2 separate regions of the Pan troglodytes genome follow, and region 2 is linked to region 1. The links are chromatin contacts, called in public Hi-C maps. All regions are on one chromosome and are shown on one strand. Each heading gives the region's core, a stretch centred on a gene start, on an enhancer-like site or on the middle of the called end of the contact. The rest is flanking DNA. Distances are from core to core; before and after follow the strand shown.

Region 1 (6,365 bases), core at 3,577-6,076:
AAATTTCTGAAAATCACTATGAGATGTTTAAGTGAAAAAATGCTTTGGCGGCATACAATATTACAAGTTACTCAAGTATTACAAGTTACTCAAGCTATAGCTCAGAAGCCATATACATATGTAGATGTATATATGTGTATATACACATATGTAGATGTATATATGTGTATATACACATATGTAGATGTATATATGTGTATATACACATATGTAGATGTATATATGTGTATATACACATATGTAGATGTATATATGTGTATATACACATATGTAGATGTATATATGTGTATATACACATATGTAGATGTATATATGTGTATATACACATATGTAGATGTATATATGTGTATATACACATATGTAGATGTATATATGTGTATATACACATATGTAGATGTATATATGTGTATATACACATATGTAGATGTATATATGTGTATATACACATATGTAGATGTATATATGTGTATATACACATATGTAGATGTATATATGTGTATATACACATATGTAGATGTATATATGTGTATATACACATATGTAGATGTATATATGTGTATATACACATATGTAGATGTATATATGTGTATATACACATATGTAGATGTATATATGTGTATATACACATATGTAGATGTATATATGTGTATATATACATATATGTAGATGTATATATGTGTATATATACATATATGTAGATGTATATATTGTATATATACATATATGTAGATGTATATATTGTATATACACATATATGTAGATGTATATATTGTATATACACATATATGTAGATGTATATATTGTATATACACATATATGTAGATGTATATATGTGTATATACACATATATGTAGATGTATATATGTGTATATACACATATATGTAGATGTATATGTGTATATACACATATATGTAGATGTATATATATACACATATATGTAGATGTATATATATACACATATATGTAGATGTATATATATACACATATATGTAGATGTATATATATACACATATATGTAGATGTATATATACACATATATGTAGATGTATATATATACACATATATGTAGATGTATATATATACACATATATGTAGATGTATATATATATACACATATATGTAGATGTATATATATATATACACATATATGTAGATGTATATGTATATACACACATATATGTAGATGTATATATGTATATACACACATATAGGTAGATGTATATATGTATATACACACATATATGTAGATGTATATATGTATATACACATATATGTAGATGTATATATGTATATACACATATATGTAGATGTATATATGTATATACACATATATGTAGATGTATATATGTATATACACATATATGTAGATGTATATATGTATATACACATATATGTAGATGTATATATGTATATACACATATATGTAGATGTATATATGTATATACACATATATGTAGATGTATATATGTATATATATACATATGTAGATGTATATATGTATATATACATATGTAGATGTATATATGTATATATATACATATGTAGATGTATATATGTATATATACACATATATGTAGAGTATATATACATATATGTATATGTATATATACTCTACATATATGTATACATATATGTATACATATACATGTATATGTATATATACATCTATCTATCTATCTATCTATCTATCTATCTATTTTAAGATGGAGTCTTGCTCTGTCGCCCAGGCTGGAGTGCAATGCCATGATCTTGGCTCACTGCAACCTCTGCCTCCTGGGTTCAAGTGATTCTTCTGCTTCAGCCTCCTGAGTAGCTAGGACTACAGGCTTGCAGCACTATGCCCACCTAATGTTTGTACTTTTAGTAGAGACGGGGTTACACCATATTGGCCAGGTTGGTCTCAAACTCCTGGCCTCGTGATCTGCCCACCTCGGCCTCCCAAAGTGCTGGGTATACAGGCATGAGCCACCGTGCCCGGCCGCAAAATATATTCTGAGGAATAAAAATGATTGTAGTTAGTTTTCCACAGTCCAAAGCAAGCTAATAATATTTAAAGAGTTAAAAGTGTAATATAATCATCGGTCATGTTTCTACAACCAAAGAGAGTTGAAAGGAGTCAAATATCAGCATAATGCAGATAATGTACTCACTGGCATTGTGGGCCTTTATTATTTGGATAATCATTTTCACCTTGTGGAGACTTTTCCAGAATTATATACTTTTATGCCTAATCAGCAAATTAGGCAGTTGAAAAGTATGTATGAAGCAGCTAATATGTGCCCCAATTAGGCTAGGTAGTGTGGGTATATAAAAAGGGTTTATAAAGGGGGAGGCTCCTATTCAAACCTTAGTGGGGTCAGGAGATGGGGAAGTTAATTAACATATATTAAATATTTTTTTACTCACCCACACCTAGAGAAACAGTACTGTTTTAAATGTGCTGTAGGAGTTCAGAGAAATACTGATTAATGTGGTTTGGAATAAATTAAATAATAAAAAGCTTTGCTGAATACAGTTAGTTTAAAAAATATAAAAATATAGGGGGATTTGCAGAGAAATCTGTTCAACTCTTAAAATAATTTTTAATTTATATATGTTTATATAAGAATTCCATTTTATTAACATGAAATACTAGTACTTTTTTTGGGGATGGAGTCTTGCTCTGTCATCTGGGCTGGAGTGCAGTGGCGGATCTCCGTTCACTGCAACCTCTGCCTCCCGGGTTCAAGCGATTCTTCTGCCTCAGCCTCCCGAGTAGCTGGGATTACAGGCGTGAGCCACCACACCCGGCTAATTTTTCTATTTTTAGTAGAGATGGGGTTTTACCATGTTGGCCAGGTGGGTCTTTAACTCATGACCTGAAGTGATCCACCCGCTTCGGCCTCCCAAAGTGCTGAGATTATGCGTGAGCCACCGCACCTGGCCCAGTACTTTTACTGATGAAAAATGTAATGTAAAAGGAAGGTCTGTCTTACATACAATAAGTGCTGAATCTGGGTCTTTTTTAAAAAAAAGTCATTGAGAAGACTTACTCCTTTCTTAATTTTAAAGACATTTATTATTGCAAACAGAAAAATTGTACTAGATACCGGGGATATATGAACGAATAATGCCGTTTCTGTCTTCAAGATCTTACTGTTTGGTAGGTGGAAATAAAGTGAACGAACGAAGGCACTGCAAATCAATGTGGGAGGCTCTATAAGCATGGGGCCACAGAGGAAAAGGCTGAGAGGGAAAGCTTCAATGAGTAGGTGACTTCAAGAAGGTCATCCTGGCCAGGCACAGTGGCTCACACCTGTAATCCCAGAACTTTGGGAGGGCGAGGCAGGCGGCAGATCGCTTGAGCTCAGGAGTTTGAGAGCAGCCTGGGCAACATGGGGAAACTCTGTCTCTACAAAAAATACAAAAACTAGCCAGACATGGTGGCGCGCGCCTCTCCTCCCAGCTACTTGGGAGGTTGCGGTGGGAGGGTCACTTGAGACCGGGAGGCGGAAGTTGCAGTGAGCAGAGATCGCACCACTGCACTCCATCCTGGACGACAGAGCGAGACCCTGTCTCGAAAAACAAAAGACAAAAACAAAAACAAAGGTCATCCTGCAGGACAACCAGGAGGGCACAAATGTTTGTCTGTGGGAAGCTGAAATGTTGGCGGGGGAAAAAAGCAGGGAAAGGCATTCCAGAAAAAGGAAACTGTAAACAGCACACGAAAAAGCATAGTGAATGAATAGGAAGCCTGAGACCAAACTTAGGGTTTCCTACACTTATTTCAAAGCCCTTCATTATCTATATGGAAAGGGGGAGTCTTTAAACACAAATATTTAGATCATATTGACTGAGATTTAGATATAAATGAATGCTAATAATTACTTTTCGTTTTTTGGGGTGTTAAAAATTTACTGTACAAGATTGTATTCGTTTTAAGTATCTTCTAACATGAGCCATTTTGTAATGATTCAGTTGTTTATATTCAATTTCAAGTAGAATGCTGATCACAGCGCCAAATGGGTATCTTCTACAGAAAAAGTTATTTTAATAAAGAAAAATATAGTCAGTTTTAGGATTTCCTGAGATTATAGAAACAATAAAAGCATTAAAACTGTTAAGTCATTAAATACGAGTACCTTGTATTTTGAAGGCTCTTAAAATTTAGTTTATAAATTGCTTTTACACAACATATGCACTGAAATACCATTTAAGATTAGTTTTGAAAATAGGTGTTCGTTTCAACCACATCATTACGTATTTTATTCAAAGCTCTTTATAAAAAGAGCTTTACTATGTTCCAGTACAGTAAACTTATCCAGAAAATAAGACAAAAATTTAACTTCATGCTATAGCTGCAAAGTTTCCGGAAAGCGGGATTTAAAACTTCCATTGTAACTTTAACCAGCGGTCATGTCAAATTTCACAACTAAGAACATTTTAACGCATGTAATACTGAGCACAACATGGGCACGTTTTTGTTGCTATGAGAACCTTCTATTTTGTATTAGACATTGCAGCCTTGACGACGCAATGTTTGTGCCTATTTTGCGCATGTTTTTCTGCAGCTATTCCTCTCCTCTAGCAATAGTCGAATGGCTCTGGTTTCCTCTTGCGCCCGGCCCAGTTTTTCCGTTTTAGCTTCGGTTGTCATAGGCTGTGCTGTCGCTTTCTCTGGGAAAGGACGGTGAAGACTGGACGGGAGAAACCGGGAGGGCAGGCGCGGCCGTTCTGCAGCAGCCGGGCTGTGAATGGGAAGCGGGAGGAGGAGGCTGGGCCGCGGGCTGGTTCTATCACCCCCTTGGGAGCCCAGCTCTTCACCTGGCTCTCCGGCGCTTTTCAAGATCTGCAGTTAACAACAAAGATCGAGCAACGCCACGTCGCACAAACAGGACAGGAGGGGGCGAGGGGTGTGTGCGCGCGCGTGCTGTCCCCAAATGGATGAGAAATAAGGGAAAGGAGGGGTTGGGGACCGTGTGATGAAGCAACATGCTAGGCCCGGGACAAGTCCGGCTCCGGCCTCGGGTCTGGAGGGACAAGGCTGGGGGCCGGGTGGCGCGGCGCCCGGGTCCCGGCTGGCAGACGGGCCCTCTGGTCTTCCCCCAGCGCGAGGGTCGTGGCGGGAAGCGGGGACAGGGCGCGCGCTCAGAGCCTCCTCCCCGCCCCGCCCAAGGGTCTTCCTCCCCCGGGATTCAGAGCGGCCCCTCCTCCAGGCCAGGCTCGCCGCGGGGCGCTGAGCAGGCCGGGACACCGCGGCCGAGGTTATCGTTAGGCATCTCCCAGGCGACCGGCCCCGCAGCAAGATGGCGGACGAGAAAGACAGGGAAGGTAAGGTAGGGGAGCCGGGGAGCCGCTGCCCTCGCCGCCCGCCGCGACCCCGGGCTGCACGGGGAAGCGCCGGGTGGGGTGGGCCCTCGTCCATCTGGAGTTCCCACCCGCAGGGAAAGGGCGGCCTGAGGAGAGGGCCACCCGGCAGCAGCAGTCGCCCTGCCCCCGTCCCCGTAGCCCGCCCGGCCCGCCGCTCCGCCCCGCCCCGCCTCTCTCCCCCGCCCCGCCTCTCTCCCCCGCCCCGCCTCTCTCCCCTCCTCCCTCCCTCTTCTCTCTGCCCTCCTCCCGCCGTCTTCTTTCTCCTCCCGCCCTCTTCACCCTCTTCCCCTCCTCCCGCCCCGTCCTCCTTCCCCCTCCCTCGGAGGCCGGGCCTTGCCTCCTGCGCGGGCTGCGCCGGAGGGGCCGGCAGGGGGTGCTGATAATGGCGTCGTTGTTCACGGTCGCGGGGAAGCCGCCGCCGCCTCCACACCCTCGCCTGGGGTCTCGGTGCCGCAGGCGCCACGCCGGTAGCTGTCCAGGCTGTGGGCCCCGGGGGGTGGCCTGGGTGAGGAGGAGTTCTGGCCGCCTGAATCTGACGGGATCCTCTGTTTGCGCCGAAACCCCGCCCTGGCGCAGCCTGATGGCGTTCGCGGCCACCATTTTGCCTCCTTAATGAGGACGCAGGAGGACGGTGTGGAGGTCACGGCCGCTGCCTCCGAGCTTCCCGGTCCTCCGAAATGCCTGCCCCGCCGCCGGCTAGCGCCGCGCAATTGGCCTAGTGTCTTGTCTTAAAAAAAAAAAAAGACACACACCCAAACAGCAATTTTAATAACGACGAAAAACCAAAACCTGGCGGAGATCTTGGAACCGCTGTGCGCCGGCCGGGCCTCTCCCAGGGGACCACCCAGCCCGGCGCGGTGGCCGCCGGCGGGACTGCGCTTCGAGGCTTAAGGTCGCCAGATCCGAGGCATCGATCTCCGCCTGTGCGGAGAAGCCAAAAAGTGATTACGTTTGTTTGCAAGACTGTTCATGTTGTTTTCAGTTCATGGTATGATGAAAACCCGATCCTTTATTA
Region 2 (5,803 bases), core at 1,308-3,807, 110 kb before region 1:
CTTTGGAAGAAATCAACTTATGTTTAAAGCAGCAGCTACTGAACTGGAATTGAGAACAAAAGAGCAGTTATTGAAAAAGTAGTATTACAATCTTTTAAAATAGGGAATATACTTGTGTGCTAATGGGAGAAGTCATTAGTAAATATTTAACTAGCCCAAATAGCTCACTTAATATAATTCCACAAAAAAATGAATTACTTTATTGTAGAAGCCTGTAAGGCTAAATCATAGGTAGTGTTACAAGTTTCCGTTAGCTAATCAAAAACTGGCATTAATTTTACATTTCCTAAGAATGAGAACTTTCAATTCATAAAAATACGAAACTCCTAGAGCCTGTAAAATAATCCACTTAATACAACTGATGACGTGCTAAATATTAAACTACTAGGTTCTGAATGTAAACCATTATCTTCCTGCTTTTAAAAAAACTAACCCAAGTTTTGCTGCACTTAAGCATTAAGTTTTCTAACATTCTGGAACCAAAAAAAAAAAAAAAAAAAAACCACCATCACCGCATTTCATAATTGGGGAGAAACAGCTTCACTTACAAGTATCAAGACAAACCACTGTGTCATCGAAGTGTTCATCTTCTTCTTCAACAGGTGGCTGAGGAGATTTGGCTCTGAAAGACAGAATTGTCTCCTGATACAGCTTTCCGATCAACGAACGAGTAAGGGATGAGTAAAACTAGGTGAGCATCCTATACCTGCTATACTTGTTCTCTTCAATGTACTCAAAATATCCACGGCCATGATCTTCTCGTGGTCTTTTAACACCCCTCTTTTTATCTCCGCCTTTCTGTTCTGTTTTGCCGTCCCCTGAAACACACACGAGCCCCATAAAAGGCCAAGCCTCTAAACAACAAAAAAACGCTTTTCCGTTCCGAGAACCAAAGCAGCTCGACTTTATCCTGCTTTTTAACTGAGGTTTTAACCGAGGACTCAAATGTGAATTCAAAGAACAATCAACTACGAATTCGATTGGCGCTAGTGACGCAGTCTAAAGACGTTACTAATTTTGCCAGTCTCCTCGATGATTCGAGAAAGCCAAAGAAAAACTGCGCGGCCCAGGCCCGAAGCCCACGTGTATCCCGAAGAGGGCGCGGGGAGGGGGAGGGGCCGAGCCCGGCGCGGCGGCGCTCCCCTCCCCCGCGGGCCCGCGCTCCCCGCGGCCGCATTGTACTGATCTTCCGCCCCCCGCCCCGCCCGGCTCCTCCCGCCGGAAGTGACGTCACGCCGAGCCCCTGCGCTCCTTGCACAATACAGCGGCGAGGAGCCGCCAAAGCGCGCCCGCCCCGGGACCTGGGGCCTCTCCCCTCCCCCCGAGACATGTGCCCGCACCGCGCGCACGCAGCGCGACGGCGCCACCGCGGGCCGACCGGGCTCCCTCCCGCCGCCCGCCCGCGGCTCCTCCCCCTACAGCGGCAGCTGCAGCTCCCCCCGGCTCTCGAGCCACATAATGGAGGCGCTGCCACCGCCGACACACACACACACACGCGCGCGCGCGCGCACACACGCCCCGAGCCCGAGGCCTCTCGGCTCATCTGGGATTCCCCGCGCCCCCTCCCCCACCCTCACCGCGGCGCCCTCCCGCCCGGGGCTCCCTCCCCCTGCGGGGCTCCGGCAGGCCTGGGGCACGGTCCCCACCCCGCGCGGGCCTCCCGCCGCGCGCAACGTACAACGCAGCACTCACCCGCCGCCGGAGCCCCGGGGCGACCGCCGCCTCCGCCGCCTTCCGCCTTCTTCTTACCTCCCGCCTGCTGCTGGCCCTGCCTCGCCCCGGGCGGCGCCACCGTCACCGCGAACAGCGAGGTGGGGCCGCTGCTCTTCCCCGCGGCCTCCTTGGCGGCCCCGCGCTGCTGTTGGGGCTGTTGCTGCTGCGTCGCCGGCGGTTGAGGCTGCTGCTCCCCGTGCCCGTTCTCGTCGCCCGCGCCTTCCTCTTCGTCCCCGAGCTCATCTTCCCCTTCCTGGAAACCCTGATCGTCGCCGTTCTCGTCTTCCGAGGCGGCCTCCTCCTCCTCCATCGGGCCCGAGTCGGCCGCCCCCGCGGCCCCGTTCTCCTCTCCTAGCTCCATCTGGTCGCCGTCCAGAGCGGAGATTCCTTCCTCCTCCTCTTCCTCTTCCTCCTCCTCTTCATCGCCGCCGGCCGCGGCCTCCTGCTCGAGGCCTGCTCCCGAGCGCCCAGCGGAATCCCCGCCCAGGTCTAGGCTGCCGTTCCCGGGCTCCATGGCGGGGCGGCCCCCGGCCTCCTCGTCGTCCAGCGCAGCCTGGAGTCGCTCCATGAGCTCGGCCTTGAGACCCTTGTCAGAAAGGCGTCGCTTCTTGAGCTCCTCTTTCAGCTCCGACACCTTCAGCTTTTTTACATTAACAGGCGAGGAACTCATGGTGAGGGCCCCGATTCACCGCTAGGCGCTGCCTCAAACTCGGCTCCGCTCACTCGGCCACTGGTGGCGGCTGCTGCGGCTGCTCCTCGGCCGGGGCGGCGGCTGCGGCTGCGGCTGGAGATGGGTTCGTGCTGCAGAGCGGATCCGCCTGCTGTCGAACGGCGCCAATTCCTTTCACCGAGTTCGCGAGGGAGACGCGGAGACTCGCCTGGCGCGAGCGAGCACGCAACGTCCTCTCGCAGGAGCGGCGCCGCTCACGTAATATAGGCGCCCCGCCCCCTGCGCTGACGGGAGCGCTGCGCAGGAGGAAAGCCGGAGCGCGCCCGCGCTCGGCCCCGCCCATTACCGTACTTACCTCCCCGCCCCCACGCCGAACCCGGGCGGAGAGCGCTGTAGAGGCCGCGCAGTGCGCTTCCAATTGGGACTGAGCAAATGGAGGAAAAGGAAACCGCCTTTCAGTTCAACCGACTCACTGCATGATATATTGGCCTTTCTGGGTCTTTGGTGGCTATACTCGTTTGGCTTTTCTCCTTCCCAGCTTGGAGGCTGCTTTATCCAAATGCTTTCTTCAGTCCTCAACTTGGCGTTTCAACCCGAATCCGCCTTTTCTTCCATCTTAGATCTGCCTTCTTATGTGTTTCTCCAGCTCTTCGTTTAAAACTCCTTCAAATCGTATCTCAGTTTTGACTGGTATAGCATACATTGGCAACTGTTAACACGCAGCGGCTCTTTTCCTCATAATACTGTATTTGGTTTAATTTGTGTGAGTCCTGCCTTGCGAATTGGATTTTAAGTTCGAGAAGGGCAAGGGCAGAACCGTTCTTTTGTCTGTTCCACACCCCGGGTGCGGGGCCTGGGAAGTAGAGGCTTTGCTTACTACTCCGTACTGCAAACCTTAGTTTACCTGCCTTTGCAGGGCAGCTGTTCTCATGCTCTTAGTAGCCCTGAATAAACCTCAGAATTGCATTTCCAAGTTTTCTGTACCTACCACGAAGACGGACCTCCAGTAACACTTGTTCTGTCCACTTTAGGACCTGGTCATCAGCTACGAAGTCCCAGTAGCTAACCGTGAGGGTGAGACCCAGCTAAGTCTTTGATTATAGGCCCACTTGATTCTCTTCCTATTCCTGTAGAAATACTCTTGACCAAATTATTCTGAAACTTAAAGTTTATGAAAAATCAAGGGCTGTGATTTTGTAAAAAGAAAAATGGACTATCGCTCTTGAAAAGAAATCCGTTATTTTATATGTTAGAAGTTTACTTTTTCTCTTTAAATAAAAGATGTGATGTTCTCGAAGTTTTAGATAGGGAAGTCAGAATTTAGATTCGTGATAGAGGTTAACATCTTAAGCCCTAGATAATCTGCAGTGTCCAGCCAGTGTTCCATCTGACTAAGGAGATGGTTTATACCCACTGTTTGGTGCTCTAGGTGGCACAATAATATTGCCCCATTATTAATTTGAAATTTGGAAGTAAACACATTGAAATTTCTCCCATAGGCTAATATGATTTAACTAATTGATACATTTTATTTTTGAAGTTTATTTTCAGTAGCTTTTATGAAGCATTCTACCATACCTTGCAGTCATGTATACGTGAAATATTAACACTTGTGAAATGATTTGACTTGAAATTAATGGACTATGTACAGTACTACTGATAATCCCCAGTTCAAGTTCAGTGGTGAGGATAGCCCCCAAAATAGAAACTTCCAAACAGTACCAGAAACTCATTTTAGCCTTTGGTTATAATTTTGAAGGTATGAATAAGCCACAAACTGGAATTTGAAATTTTGTCTTCGTTCAGAAATGGGAAGAGAGCTACAGGGGGTTTACATGTTCACAAACTAGATAATCCCTTAATGAATCAGAGTTAAATACAATTATGATGGTTCCTTAAATTTATGTGTCCTAGATATTATTTACACCTTTAAATATTAGTTATATGAAAACAAATTTCATTTACTGGAAAACACTAAACTATGAAAACAAAGTTTGTATATCTACATATAGTAGATCTGTAACAGTCACTCTTGGAACATTAAGTCAGTTGCAATAATAAACATGAAATACAACTTTTGATGCTCACAAGAAAGTTCTATGGCTTTATCTCCAAAAGTTTTGGAGAACTTGAGAGCTGGATGGGGCCTGGAGATCGATCTGCAGTCCTGTTCATTTTACTGCCCAGGAAGCTGGGACCCTCACCCCCCACACCAATGGGCTTTCTATTACATTGTGCTGCCTTAGACAGCATTTGAAAGAAAAACAATTTCTGCTCAAAGAACCATCATCATACTATCCTTTTCACAAACAGAGGAAATATGCCATTCCATAGTCTTATGCTACCACTTCAAAGTACAAATGGTGACATCTTATTGATCATTTTTGCTTCTTATATTTTTAATGCTATCATGATAGTCCTGCTCTACAGAGACCTGTTAAAGTGCAGGTCACTTCCTGTAAATCTCTGAAGGACCTCTAAGACTATTTAAATTCCCCCTGTGTGAAATCCTAGAGGCTACCAAGAATACCGCGTGCCGGAGGAGACAAGTTAATTCTCAATAACAAAAAATGATTCAAGAATGACCTATGAATAATTGATCTGTGAGAGGTAACTACAAAGTTTTGGTGCTCTGCATATCTAGCTTACATTTTTGAGGTTTAAGCAAAGGAAATGCTATACTTTGTCACACAATTTATTCAGCAAATATTTTTTCAATACCTTCTCAAAAACATTTTATAGTCATAAAGATGAGGCAGTTCCAGAGATCTACAGTTAACAAAGCATCCTGCACTTAAAAATTTGCTGGCCAGGCCCAGCGGCTCATGTCTGTAATCCCAGCACTTCGAGAGGCTGAGATGGGAAGATGGCTTGAGGCCAGGAGTTCGAAACCAGCCTGAGCAACACAGTGAGACTCCATCTCCATAAAAAATTAAAATCAGGTGGCTGTGGTGGTACGCCTGTAGTCCGAGCTACTCAAGGGGCTGAGGTAGCAGGATCACTTGACCCCCGGCAGTCAAGGCTGCAGTGAGCCGTGATTGTACCACTGCACTCTAACCTGGACAACAGAGGGAGACCCTGTCTCAAAAAAAAAAAAAGAAAGAAAGAAAGAAAGAAAGAAAGAAAGAAAGAAAGAAAGAACCTGTTAAGATCTTATGTTAAATATTCTTATTCCCCCCCCGCCCGCCCCCAAAAAAACAAACAAAAAAAAACAAGATCGGGAGTGGTGGCTCACACCTGTAATCCCAGCACTTTGGGAGGCTGAGGTGGGCAGATCACCTGAGGTCAGGAGTTCGAGACCAGCCTGGCCAACATGTTGAAACCCCATCTCTACTAAAAACACAAAAAATAGCCAGGCGTGGTGGTGGCCGCCTGTAATCCCAGCTACTCAGGAGCCTGAGGCAGGAGAATCACTTGAAC

What was found. Hi-C and Micro-C count contacts between places; a contact is called where the count stands out from the background.
Region 2: a Hi-C map of stem cell-derived neural progenitor cells shows a contact between it and region 1, with 3 times the contacts expected there. The contact joins the promoter of HNRNPU here to the promoter of EFCAB2 in region 1. A contact is called at or near these places in 4 of 7 Hi-C or Micro-C datasets (blood, induced pluripotent stem cells and stem cell-derived neural progenitor cells) and 1 of 1 datasets of contacts at active chromatin or transcription factors (stem cell-derived excitatory neurons).

The regions. Positions count from the first base shown.
Region 1 is chr1:4,182,940-4,189,304 of NHGRI_mPanTro3-v2.0_pri, reverse strand. EFCAB2 (EF-hand calcium binding domain 2) reads left to right here and starts at 4,826. Exons shown (of 8, transcript XM_063809405.1): 1 at 4,826-5,311. The coding sequence starts at 4,973.
Region 2 is chr1:4,289,110-4,294,912 of NHGRI_mPanTro3-v2.0_pri, reverse strand. It overlaps HNRNPU (heterogeneous nuclear ribonucleoprotein U), which reads right to left and starts at 2,557. Exons shown (of 14, transcript NM_001280278.1): 1 at 1,750-2,557; 2 at 707-818; 3 at 549-622. The coding sequence starts at 2,383.